Regions from separate parts of the Mus musculus genome. Here region 2 is linked to region 1. Evidence: chromatin contacts called from public HiChIP or PLAC-seq data. All regions are on one chromosome and are shown on one strand. Each heading gives the region's core, a stretch centred on a gene start, on an enhancer-like site or on the middle of the called end of the contact. The rest is flanking DNA. Distances are from core to core; before and after follow the strand shown. Region 1 has its middle 22 kb from the start of Gm34628. Region 2 overlaps Gm34687 (a long non-coding RNA gene).

Evidence for each region. HiChIP or PLAC-seq counts read pairs in DNA pulled down with a chosen protein or histone mark.
Region 2: a contact with region 1 is called in a FOXA1 HiChIP or PLAC-seq map of pancreatic cancer cells. The contact joins two enhancer-like sites. A contact is called at or near these places in 2 of 484 Hi-C or Micro-C datasets (the N1E-115 cell line and nephron progenitors) and 3 of 115 datasets of contacts at active chromatin or transcription factors (a colorectal cancer cell line, pancreatic cancer cells and stem cell-derived neural progenitor cells).

What each region holds. Positions count from the first base shown.
Region 1 is chr4:56,498,700-56,501,399 of GRCm38.p6, forward strand. No RefSeq gene overlaps it. Among named protein-coding and RNA genes, the nearest start is that of Gm34628, 22 kb to the left of the region's middle. Within about 2 kb of position 1,427, at least 8 of the 459 cell types and tissues checked have an H3K27ac peak or open chromatin away from gene starts, as enhancers often do. A contact at or near this core is called in pancreatic cancer cells, where this site is marked.
Region 2 is chr4:56,637,843-56,640,546 of GRCm38.p6, forward strand. The region is part of intron 6 of Gm34687 (a long non-coding RNA gene); the gene reads right to left. Among named protein-coding and RNA genes, the nearest start is that of Gm26144, 40 kb to the right of the region's middle. Within about 2 kb of position 1,444, at least 47 of the 459 cell types and tissues checked have an H3K27ac peak or open chromatin away from gene starts, as enhancers often do. A contact at or near this core is called in pancreatic cancer cells, where this site is marked.

The DNA of each region.
Region 1 (2,700 bases), core at 177-2,676:
AGCTTCTCAAGACAAAATGAGGGAAGGATGAGGAGGGAGGGGGTAGGAGGAGGAGGAGAGGAAAGAGGAAGAAGAGGAAGAGGAGGAGGAAGAAGGAGGAGGATGGAGGAGGAGAAGAAGAAGTTGGTGCTTATAGATAAGCACTGGAGGTTGACCTATGGCTACCATCTGCATCTTCATTTGTGCACTTACCCACTCACACACTCCACACACAAGCAAACATACAAACACACACAAACACAAATACGCACACTCACACTGGCAGACTCAAAGGAAAAAAGTCAAAAGATCTGAGAATAACCAAGATCAAGATGAGGAAGAGAAGATCTATACAATCTACATATAGAAAACTTTAAGATGCTATTCTTAAGAGCCAAAAGAAAAACAAACCAGTAGAAAATGCACAATGTTCTTTGTTAAGAACACTCAGTATCATAAAAACATCTGCTGCCTTAAATCTATCTAAAATCTAAAGCGCCATCGGGAAAAAAAAATGGCATTCAGATGTTTTTTAACCACACAAGCATAGACATGCACCATTCAAACTTGAAACAGGTAAGAGTAATCCCCCACAAAAAGAAAAGACAAGGAGTAGGGAGACAGGAGTAATGAATGGGGACCAACTCACTCAGTATTTAATGCCAGGCGTGGTGGCGCACACCTTTAAGCCCAACACTCGGGAGGCAGAGGCAGGCAGATTTCTGAGTTCGAGGCCAGCCTGGTCTACAAAGTGTGTTCCAGGACAGCCAGGGCTACACAGAGAAACCCTGTCTCAAAAAAACAATAAATAAAAAATAAAAAATAAATAAATAAATAAAATGTTTTGAAAGATATTAAAAGTTACGATCATGCAACAAGGCTCACAAGTGGGTAAATCAATGGAATGGAGTAGAAAGTTAAGACATAAACATGGGACATGTGTGTTCACAAAAAACAGTGTTCAACTGTGACTAGGAGAAAAATTGTTTACTATGTGATCTTTTGTGACCTCCTGGAAAAAAAATAGGTCCACACCTAGCCTGTTGAGGTAAGTTCTAGTTACATCGCAGATTTAAATAAGAGAGAGTAAAATGGAAAAACACCAGAATAAACCAAGGAGAATCATTTGGTGTTTTCTAACTGGGAGAGCCAGAGACCGTATGGCAAACACACATACACAAATACACACGACTGAAAAATCTGACCCATGAGACTATGCAAAGGTTATGACACCTGACTAAGCCCAAATAAAGTTATCTGCAGGAAATGTTTGCAACTCACATGACAAATGATGAATTTCCTTATTTGTAAGGAGTGCGTGCCAATCACCAGGAAAGGTTAGCAGCTGGAACCTCCTGGAAATGAAATGGGAATGGCTGAGGGACAATGGGTTAACTGTCTCAATGTCACTCCTACTATGGGAAATGCAAATTAAACCGCAATGAGACATCAGCACCTACCACACTGGCAGACATCAAAGCATTTGCAAATCTGGTGTGGGCCAGGGTGTGGGGAAAGAACACCCCGTGCATGTTTAGTGGAACTGCAGACTGCCAAAGCAGCCATGTAAAGCAAGGTGGTACCACCCATCAAAATGTTAGACACCCATGTCCTTTGATCCAGCAATTCTGCTCCTGGGAATAGATTCTATTTGTCTGACATAAGATGTGTCCAAATGTCTTCATGGTAACATTGTGCAAGCAAAACTGTGCAAGGAATATTTATCAATAGAGAACTGTTTAGTTTATATGTTAATACGAAGTTATCTTAGTTGTTGCAACAACTCCATATGTACTAATATATGATGGTTCTATGATACATCTCAGAGGGAAAAGTAAGATAGAAGAACTAGAGAAGAACAGTATATGCGTGCACATACCCAGATTGCCCCTGGGGGAAAAAATAAACCCCACCCCCACCACCAAAGCCTAATAATCATAAATAAAGCCTAAGGAAAGGACCCGGGTGACTAGAGAAGGGAGAAGGAGGGCTTTGTTCTTTTACTGAGTACTCTTTTCGTGTCTCTTAAATTTTGTAGTACCAGCATTACCTGTAAAATACCAATAAGTTTCTTTAAACACATTCCACTGCCACCTGTCTATGACCATTGAATGGTGAATGATTTTTGCAGACAGATTCCAAAGGTCTGGAGGCTGGAATAGATATTCATTTAGTCTAGCCTCAACTTGATTGCCTGATCCCCCATAAGTATCTCTGAAAAATGTGGTTCACAGCCATGGCAGCACTGTGTGTGCATTAGAAATGCAGAGTAATCTCTGGGATTGAGGCCAACCTGGTCTACAGAGTTCCAGAATAGCCGGGATGCACAGAGAAACCCTGACTGAAGAGAGAGAGAAAGAGAGAGAGAGAGAGAGAGAGAGAGAGGAAGGAAGGATGGATGGATGGATGGATGAAAGGAAGGAAGGAAGGATGAAAGGAAAGAAGGAAGGAAGAAAGAAAGGATGAAAGGAAGGAAGGAGAGAGAGGGGGAGGGATGGAAAAAAGAAAGGGAGGGAGGGAGGAAAGAAGGAAGGGAGGAAGGGAAGGAAGGGGAGGAAAGGAAGAAGGGAGGGAGAGAAAAGGAAGGAGGGAGGGAGGGAGGGAGGGAGGGAGGAAAGAGAAAGGAAAGAAGAAAGAAAGAAAGAAAGAAAGAAAGAAAGAAAGAAAGAAAGAAAGAAAGGAAAGAAGGAGAGAAAGAGAAAGAAAGAAAGAAAGAAAGAA
Region 2 (2,704 bases), core at 194-2,693, 140 kb after region 1:
GGAACAAAAGCATCTGCAGTAAGGACCTAATTTATCATTGGAAAAGATAGCAAATATGTTATTAATGAAGGAATAAATCATTCTTGGGCAAGCAATGACTTCATTTTCTCTTGGGGGTGCTCAGTTTAATATTTTCCCTACAAACCATACCCTTGGGCAGTTCATGGGAATCGAGGAGAGAGGCCAGATGCATGCCTCTGCAAGCCTACAGCAGCACTGTTCTTAGGCAAAGCAATGCCTCTCTTCTCCCTGTCCTTCACAGAAGCCTGTCCACTGCCTTCTTCTGGACCTTTGGTGTCTTCTCATTGTCACAGGAGCTGTGTGAATATGGATGGACTCACACACTCATGGTGCATGGGCTTCCTAAAGCTGATCAATGAATCCTAGAAGCAGGAAAGAGCCAAGGTTGAGAAGCAAGGGACCATGGGAAGAGAAGGAAGAATGATGAAGGTAATTGGGACAAGAAAGTAGGTGCCACAGGAAGTTCCTCCACCAAAAGGAGCCATAGAGAGAACAAATGAGTCACAGTGAAATGACTCCCAAGGACCTGGCAGCAAGGACAAGAGAATGAGACTGAGAAGGACAAAGGGACAAGCCTGGTCACCCTCGCTCATCCGGAGTCAGCTGTGCTCCTTTGGAAAAATCACACAGCTTCTCTGGGCCTCTACCCACTTGCATATAAGTCAGGGATACTGATCACCCACCACAGAGCTGAAATGAAGACTGAATGAGATAGTATAAGTGAATCCCAAAACCCTGTATAAATGTCAGCCACTATGGTCATTGTGGGTTTTATTCATTTCTTCATCTATGTTTTGCGATTCTTCACACACTCGAACTCTAAAACAGCGACACAAAGGTGAGTGAGGTAAAAATAACAAGACAAAACCCAGCCATCTAAAGATTCTAAATCTAGAGGGGCAGACCTGAGGAAATACAGTGGTTACAATACAGTATGAGGTCCGGCTGGGAAAGCAGCCAGTCTAGGCTGGGTCACATTACTATGTGGGGAGGGCCAGCAGGCAGCATGGATGGCACAGACCTGACCGCTGAGGCTGCCTCCCAGCCAAAGAGGAGGGCAGAACTTGACTTATGGGCTTTGGAAAGACCCATGGGAAGAATGTGGACTTCACCCTAAGAGGGGCATGCCTACACAGCCTCCCTGTGCACAGAGGCACAATCCAGAAGTTTCTACGTTCTTTTCCATGTTCCCTGGGTCCTTGAAGAAATCATGCCCGTGAGCTTTTGGCATTCACTTTACTGTTCTTCAAAGAAAGCCTAACCCAGCCCCCGGAGTCCAGTCGTCTGCAGTGGGAACACTTGCAGACACGGTAGCATAGCGGTCAAATACAAACTCCTTGGGTAATTTCGCAGCCATGACCTGGCCTCCCGATTCCTTGGCTGGCCTCGGGTCACTTGTCCTCAAACACTCAGGGATCCACAGTACCAAACCAAACACGCCACGCCAAGCCACTCCATGACTCCTCGTTGTATTTACATTTCTCTGGTATGCCTGGCATGTGTCTCACTTTTTTTTCCTCCCTGCTGAACTCTTTGATCTTAAAATCCAGCCCAAGAATGAATGGCTTCCTTTGTGAAAACCTAAACAGTCACTTGCTCTTCCTCATATACAGATGCTAGCTTACAATGTATGTGTGTGCGCACACACACACACACACACACACACACACACTCCTATTCTCTCCTCTATAGTACTACCTCTTTTGCATAATTCTGTCACTGTCTATATCATATTGTGTAGGTCCTCTATTTTAACACCACTCCCTGTCTAGCTAGTACCAGACTCTGCAACATGCCGTTCAAGTGGATAAACCTATTCATCCGCTTGTTATTTTTATCTGTGAAAAAAGCATGCTATGTGCTCTCCCTGTACTTAAGTCCAGGATAATCTCCCATTCTCCTATGGGAAGACAAAAGATGCTTAATTAGGGGAAACCCAAGGTAACATAAGAAGGCATTCCTGGACTTTGATCCTATGGTGAAAGACGCAGGTCCCATTGACTAATTTCAGGCATGGTGTATGCAGTTGCGACATTTCAGGGCACTGAGCTCCTGTGCTGTCAGGGTGATCCTTCAGCTCTGTGAAAGATCATCATAAAAAGGGTGTCAGGTGTGTCCCTGCCTTCCTGCCACGTGATGCCAAGGTCACATTGAATAAAGAACAGCAGGAAGTATGCCTCATGCTGACCAAAGCCAGGAATTCTCAAACGTGAATATACATTGGAGCTAACTGAGGACTTGTTAAAACACAGGCGGCTGAGCCCCACCCTGAAGTGACTGATTCAGAGGGTCTGAGGTGGGGCCTGAGAACCTGCGCTCCTATAGGTTCCCAGGGGCTACTAATGCCAATGGCCCCCACATCTTGAGAACCACTGATCTGTGGAGTCCTAACATCTTTCTATACTTGTAAATTAAAAATATAGACATCCTTGGCTACCTGATCCTGCTGCCAGTCAAACATGGTCAGATCTGATCTTGGAATCTGAACACAGATCCTATGGCTCTGCCTTCCCATGATGTGACAACTGGCAAGTCACAGAACTTCAGAGCACCTAAGCTTCTTCTACAAAAGACAGCACTTACTGACCTATCACTGCCTACCCTCAAAGGTTTCTTGTGTAGGTATAGTGGGGAAAGGATAAATGAATGTCCTGCAGCTTAAAGGCACTGAAAGAACAAGAAA